Regions from separate parts of the Pan troglodytes genome. Here region 2 is linked to region 1. Evidence: chromatin contacts called from public HiChIP or PLAC-seq data. All regions are on one chromosome and are shown on one strand. The core of a region is the stretch at or near the end of the contact, and the rest is flanking DNA. Distances in the headings are between cores, read along the strand shown. Region 1 holds the start of GTF2H1 (general transcription factor IIH subunit 1). Region 2 holds the start of LDHA (lactate dehydrogenase A).

What was found. HiChIP or PLAC-seq counts read pairs in DNA pulled down with a chosen protein or histone mark.
Region 2: an H3K4me3 HiChIP or PLAC-seq map of stem cell-derived excitatory neurons shows a contact between it and region 1, with 2.4 times the contacts expected there. The contact joins the promoter of LDHA here to the promoter of GTF2H1 in region 1. A contact is called at or near these places in 1 of 7 Hi-C or Micro-C datasets (stem cell-derived neural progenitor cells) and 1 of 1 datasets of contacts at active chromatin or transcription factors (stem cell-derived excitatory neurons).

The regions. Positions count from the first base shown.
Region 1 is chr9:22,364,278-22,368,049 of NHGRI_mPanTro3-v2.0_pri, forward strand. It overlaps GTF2H1 (general transcription factor IIH subunit 1), which reads left to right and starts at 2,346. Exons shown (of 16, transcript XM_001173120.7): 1 at 2,346-2,884. It overlaps HPS5 (HPS5 biogenesis of lysosomal organelles complex 2 subunit 2), which reads right to left and starts at 2,675. Exons shown (of 23, transcript XM_009460040.5): 1 at 2,276-2,675.
Region 2 is chr9:22,440,078-22,443,734 of NHGRI_mPanTro3-v2.0_pri, forward strand. It overlaps LDHA (lactate dehydrogenase A), which reads left to right and starts at 1,470. Exons shown (of 8, transcript NM_001034096.1): 1 at 1,470-1,546.

The sequences.
Region 1 (3,772 bases), core at 1,096-3,595:
TAGTAGCTAAAAGTAGAGTCTAGAACAAAAGGGACTGAAGATTCAAGAAAAAGATAAAACCATGGTACAGGATCCAAGAGATGGAAAGGAATGATAACATCATAGTGTCTCTTCTACTTGTGATCTTGAAACAAAGAAACTCTGAGTAGGTCATTTTGCCTTAATCTCGGTAAAAAGAGAATGTCCTGGAAGTTATAATATAATGCGGGGGTGGGCAGGGGGACACACCTAGTAAGTTCTACTGAAAAGAAAAAAAGAATTTAACAGAAATGAGAATGGAAAATAAAAACAGCCATAAGCAATGGCAATTCTCAGAGAAGCTGCTGAATGACAGTGTTAAACCAACTTCAACTTTATACTTTATGTTTACTCTCCCTGAAATGACTGCTTCCCTTCCAGATTTTCTTATCCAAACATACCCAGCTTTCAAGATCGCACATGAGCCCTACTTCCTAGAATTCTCAAGATGGAAAAAGATTCATAGGTAATTCAGTGAACATGTCCACCTAATTCAGAAATTAGTTTTGCCCTAGATCTGAACATTTTCAGCCATGGAAAGAAAGCACTCACTCTCATGAAGCTGCCAATTCCAGTCCTCCAAAGGGCTCACTATTATAAGGTTCTTTTTAATACTATGCTGAAGCCTGATCACTTAGAGCTCTACCATTATTCCTAATTGTATGTAGCTTCTACAGCTGAAGGGAACAAGCTGTCTCTTTCCAAAACAATCCTTCTGTATTTGAAAAGCATTATCAGGTCTTCTAAAAATTTAACATTCCCAGTTTCTTCATCACTCCTGACATGACATTTTCCAACCCTCTGTTCCAGTCAACCTTCTACAGAGGCACTGTAGTTTGCCTAAAAATGAGGTGCCTAGAACTGAGCATAATACTCCTTAAGTAGTTAGATGAGCCCAGAATAGAGTAGAAACACTAACTTCCTGGATCTAGACACTAAGTTTCTATATTACAACCTAAAAACAGTATTAGTTGTGTTTAAGTGGCCATGTTACACGTTGATTCAACAGAGCAAGTGGTCAACTAAAACCCACAGAAATTGTTTACATAAATAAAATCTTCTTAGCCAGTAGCTACATACAGTAGAACTGAGCTCAAATTGAAAGCTGCTATTAATCAAATGCAACAATGGATATAAAAAGTACCTAGAAATGTACAAACAGTATAAACAGGAACAGCAGAATGCTGATAATTGTTCAAGTTGCGTTAAGTGTACATGAGGGTTCAATTTATTATCCTACTTTTGTCTGCGTTTGAAATTTTCCACAATAAAATTTTAAAAATATATACATAATATTGTACAAGCCTTCAACAGCTCTATTTCTTGAAAATCTGTTATCTCCTCCCTACTTCTTTTTCCAGCCTCATTTCCCATCTTAACCTCTCTATTCTCCAACTACATTGGCCTCGACTCTTTTTTTCTTTTTCATTCCATAAACTTGCTGTGCCTCCATGGTTTAATATATGATGTTTATGGAATCTTCCCCCATTTACCAAAACCCTACCTTTCTGCAAAGCTGAGTTTAAATGCTACTTCTGTGAAGTCACTCTACCAAAAACTAAGAACATAGACGTTGGCGACAAATGCTTAACCAAAGTAAATGAAACAACTTTTGGGAGACTGGCTTGCCCAAGGATCACAGAGTTCATAAATGGTAGAGCTGAGATTAGAATAGGCGTCTCCTGAATCCAAATCTCATCTTTCCATTATCGTAAAATAGTTCAGTGTTTGTTGCTCACACATCAAATGCAAATATGTTTCTCTTTTGCCCCAGTAGGTGCGTGGAAGAAGAGGAGAAAGAAGTAAGAAAGATAGCAAAAATTGAAGAAATGAGAAGGGGAAGTTGCAGACTGCCTCATTTTCACAATGGGATCTTTCTATCCAAGAAGAAATGATCAGAAAACAACTCTCTGCCTCAGACAAATGGCGACTGACTCATTCATACATTCATTCATTCAACATTCTGAGTGCCTACTATGTTCCAGGACCTGAACACACCGCTAGAGACACAGGGATGAACAAAACACAATCCCTGCCCACAAAAAGCTCCTTGCCTAGTGGAACTACTACCTTTTTAACAGCAGTAACTTTAATATCTTGAGATTTCTTGAGAGGAGACCCAGTAACCAATTTTCAAAGCCAGGCTCACAGACCAGCAGCCCGGAGGTCCCAGCCCAGCTCCACCACATCCAGGCCAGTACCTCGCAGCTCTCAGTAGATCGGATCTTGTCTCCCGGCTTAGCGCCGGGGAACTCACCGCGCACCAAGAGCGGAACGTGAACTTCAGTCTCCCCTCGCGTTCCTCCCCTTCCTTGCTGACGTCATCCAGGAGAGCCGCAGACTGGAAACAACGCTACTAACGGCACTTCCTCATCACGTGACGAATCACGCCCCTCCTTGCGCGTGGTCCCTCCCCCCTCAGGCCGCGGTCGCGATTACGCTCTCTACGGCCTGCGGCCGGAGGGCCGTTGCGAGCTGGAGACACGGCGCCGACTGGAACCGGAGGAGCTCTAGGCCAAATGGTTGGGCCAGCCAGGATCCCAGGACCCTTCGCCGCTCGAGACCGGAGAGAGGAAACGAAACAGGCGGGAACCCGTGGGGGAGGGAGGGAACTAGCGGAAGGTGTCATGGCGGCCGCGCTCTTGAGTCACGTGCCCAGGGCCCGCCTTGCTACTTCCGGTCACGTGCCCTCAGACTCCTCGCAGCCAGCGATGGAGGCGAGACCCCCTAGTAACAGAGGCGGTGGCTACTGCTGCGGCCACTGGGTTTCGGCCTCTTCCCAGCAGCGGCTCTAAGAAGCGCAGCGGAACTCGACCGGATCCAACCCAGTTAGTTACTTCCTGTCTAGAGTTGTAGCTTCCACCTGGTAAGTTTAGACCGAAGAATGCAGGCGGGTGGGTGGGCGGGTGAGGAGCTGACAGGCCTGGGGGCCGCTGGACGGCGTGGATTCTACCCCTGTTCCCAGCGTCGCTGTCGCCGTCCTCCCAACGCCCAAGCCTAGCGTCTTGTTTGCCCTTATCCTGAGGCGAGGAAGAGGCGACCCCTAATCTACTTGTCTAAAGGAAACCTGCTCTTAAATTGAGAGCAGGTTTACCCAAAGCCAGGATCAGATTTGGCTTATGAGAATGAAGTGGAGGCCTCTCCCAGACAGAGAAGCCCTTCCCGTCAGGAAATGTGCTGTTGAGTCTGGGATTCTGTAAGAGAAAAGCTGTCACCTTGTTGTCTGCACACCTTTTGCTTCCACCTGTCAATCTTACCTCTCTTAAAAACCTTAACACGTGCCAGTCCACACACTCCTAGTTTTTGGTCATTTGATTGTCGTGTAATGATGAAAAATAGACCATGAGTACCTGGATATATGTAATTATTTTGTAAATCCCCCAGTGTTCTCAAAGGCCAAATTAAATAAGGAGGTGACTTTTCTTATTTTTTTTTAAGAGGCAGAGTCTTGTTCTGTCGTCCTGGCTGGAATGCAGTGGCGTGATAATAGCTCACTGTAACCTCGAATTCCTGGGCTCAAGCGATTCTCCTGCCTAGACCTCCCAAAGCGCCAGAATTATGCTACAGTGCCTGGCCCCAAATGACTCCTAAACTCCAATTTTAGCATCAGTAAAATGGGGATGGGGAAAGAGGATATGAAAAATACACCCTTTGTCCATTTGAAGACCCAGTCTTAAAAAAAAAAAAAAAAAAAAAAACTGAGTGGTTTGAATGAAATATGCTTTGCAGTGAGTATTGACTCCATACAAACCAA
Region 2 (3,657 bases), core at 220-2,719, 75 kb after region 1:
TTTGGGCTGAAAGTTCCAGCCCTCTAATTCCCTAATCATTTGGTCTTTCCCATGACTGGCTCCTTCCTGAGGCTAAGACTCCTCATTCATTAACATTAAGTCAGGGAAAAAGGCTCTTTATAAATAACAAAAGACACTCCTATCAGAAAATTCAGGAAATTTTGGCATACTCAAGGGCTTACCAAATATATTTCATAATATACCCCACAGTGGGGAAGTATTGGTACAAATTAAAGAAGAGATGGAGGAGGGCGGGCTAGGCAATGGAATCAGCAAGAATACAGGCCCAGAGGTTAAGTATGATAAGAAAAAAAATTGAGCTGGGCACGGTGGCTCACGCCTGTAATCCCAGCTCTTTGGGGGGCCGAGGCGGCCAGATCACTTGAGGCCAGGAGTTTGAGATCAGCCTGACCAACATGGTGAAACCCCGTCTCTACTAAAAATTACAAAAATTAGCCGGGCGTGGTGGCGCTTGGCTGTAATCCCAGCTTCTCAGGAGGCTGAGGCAGGAGATTCGCTTGAACCCGGGAGGCAGAGGTTGCAGTGAGCCGAGATCAGCCCACTGCACTCCAGCCTGGGCGACAGAGCGACTCCGTTTCAAAAAAAAAAAAATTAATAATTAAAAAAAAATCGCAGGGCAAGTGGGCGCGCTTGTAGTCCCAGTCACTTCGGGGAGCCGAGGTGGGAAGATCGCTTGAGCCAGAAGGTCGAGGCTGCAGGAAGCCATGATCACGCCACTGCCCTCCAGCCTGGGTGACAGAGTGAGACCCTGTCTCGAAAAATACCAAAAAACAAATAAACAAACAAAAAACCAAAACCAAAAAAACGAGCCACTGACAGTTCTTGGGTATGGCTGAGACTCGAGATGAGATGCCAGTGGGGTGGGCAGTAGGAAGTGCAGAATAAAATGTAAATTTGAACTGAGTCACCCTGCAAGGCCTGAGAGGCCAAGGCTTCACTGTGAGTGGGAGCTGGTAGGCTTAGCAGCAGAGGGAAAAGCAGCGTCGAGTTTTGGAGGTCACTCGACTTAGGTAAGAACAGACTGACTGACTGCTAGGCATTTTCTTCCTTTCGTTCAACAAATATTTGCGGAGTGCCTATTACGTGCCAGAAGCTGTTCTGGACACTGAGAAACAGGGATGAAGAAGAAACAGATCCAAGCCTTCCTGAGAGTAACGTCCCCAGGTTTCATGGATGAGGAAACTGAAGGTCGTCCTGACTCAGGCTCATGGCTCCGACCCCGGCTTCTGTGGTTGGAGGGCAGCACCTTACTTAGATTCCCAGCGCACGTGGAGCAGTCTGCCGGTCGGTTGTCTGGCTGCGCGCGCCACCCGGGCCTCTCCAGTGCCCCGCCTGGCTCGGCATCCACCCCCAGCCCGACTCACACGTGGGTTCCCGCACGTCCGCCGGCCCACCCCAGCTGACGTCAGCATAGCTGTTCCACTTAAGGCCCCTCCCTCGCCCAGCTCAGAGTGCTGCAGCCGCTGCCGCCGATTCCGGATCTCATTGCCACACGTCCCCGACGACCGCCCGACGTGCATTCCCGGTACGGTAGGGCCCTGCGCGCACGGCGCCAGAGGGATGGGCAGGTAGAGCCAACTGCCTCTGGTTCTGCTGGCCTCCGCTGCTCGCGAAGGGGTTCCTGCTCCCGGGAGGTGTAGGAGCCGCTTTCCAGAAGCACAGCCCGGAGACGTCTGGGCGGCGGCCCACACAACGCATGTGTTCGGAGCTCGCCGCGCTCTGCTTTTGCTCTAAGCGGGAACCATGGCTTCTGGCCACGCTGGGGAACCGAGGAGTTGGCCGCACCCAAGCAGGGGTCGAAAGCCCGGGTGGATGCGGAACAAGGATCTGATAGGCCTTAAGGGTGGGGGATACCTCTGGGCTCGAAATCGGCGGGCGGTGCAAAACTCGAGGTCGAGTTCTCGGAGCCCGTAGAGCCAAAAAAGCCTCAGCTTGTCCGGGGCGGGTTCTTGAAAGCCGGAAAGCGGCTGAGTACCACGTGGCTTGCATTTTTCTCTTGGGACGCTCGAGAGGTGGGCTCCGTGAGGGCAGCTGCTGCCTGCAGATTATAGGGAGCTCTTTGCGCATTTATTAAGAAGCTACTGGTGTATCTCGCGCTGTGCTAGGCATGGCGCATGCAAAGATGAAGCAGGCAGCATCCCAGCCCTTCCGCACCTCAGACGGTCAGTTGAGTAGGATCCGCCGGTACCAACTCCTCCTTTTAACAAATGGGGAGACCGAAAGCTAGGAGACAGTCAGGGATCTCTAAGTTCCCAGTGAGTAGGCGGCAGAGGTGAGGTGTAGAACTCGTTTTTGCATGTCTCTCGCCTCTAGACGCACCCTTCCCTCATCCCATGCTCTCCCACCTCCGCCCCTACATCAAAGGTAGCATTGGATCCCGGGGCCGTTCAGTGAAGCTAGCAGGTGTCCGCAGGAACTCCCTTCCCCCTGCCAGGCTAGAAACCTTACAAGGCTGTCTAGAAATAGCAGTGATTTGTAAGGAGAGACCCGGCTCCAGCTTGGTGACTCTGGGCTGACTGCCTGCCTAGAGGTCCTCTCGGATTTTTGCCCTTTGGAGTGGTGTCAAAACTAGACGTGATACTTTGGGGATGCAGCCTGTGATATTTCCTCCAGCGAATGCAGTGCAGGGTTGGATTAACAAGGTGGAAAGAATTCGAGGGTTCCACCAAGTAGCTATTAACTCTAGGGCTGCAGGCCTCAGGCCTTCTGCAGCTATTTCTACACTCCCTGTACTGAAACTATTTCTTCATACTGGGCCTCACAGGCCTTTGCAACAAGGATCACGGCAGAAGCCACACCGTGTGCCTCCCTCCCGGTTGGTTAACAGGCCCTGGTTTCTAGTATTGCGATTTAAAGTCTGGCGCTGGCTGCACGCCAGACCTGGGAGGCTGCCAGCTAGGCTTCACGTTGCTGGCGTCTGCTTCGGGGCATTCATTAGGTCTGAAGTCTGAATCCCAGCTCCCTCTCACCCACTGAGCTGCATAGCTCCAGATTGCCTCTGCTTACGGGCGGGGCTTCTCAGCCTTCTGCCTTCTGGCCGGATGCCCGCTTCCCAACGGCCGGAGGCCGCTAGGCTAATCGGCTTCGCCCTGCGCGCTGTAATGCGCATGCGCACGCGCACAAGTTCCTGGGCCCGCCCATCTTCCGGACTTGGGCGGGGCGTAAAAGCCGGGTGTTCGGAGGACCCAGCAATTAGTCTGATTTCCGCCCACCTTTCCGAGCGGGAAGGAGAGCCACAAAGCGCGCATGCGCGCGGATCACTGCGGGCTCCTGTGCCTTGGGCTTGAGCTTTGTGGCAGTTAATGGCTTTTCTGCACGTTATCTCTGGTTTTTACTTGAGAAGCCTGGCTGTGTCCTTGCTGTAGGAGCCGGAGTAGCTCAGAGTGATCTTGTCTGAGGAAAGGCCAGCCCCACTTGGGGTTAATAAACCGCGATGGGTGAACCCTCAGGAGGCTATACTTACACCCAAACGTCGATATTCCTTTTCCGCGCTAAGGTATGGGCCTTCACTCTTCACAGACCCTGTCATTAGGCCTTTCAACTCTCTTTTGGCAACCATTAGGTTTTTTCCCCTCCCTTTTAAGTCATCTCTAGTGATTTATAGTGGCAAATACCCCCAAAGGAAGTAAAATAGCT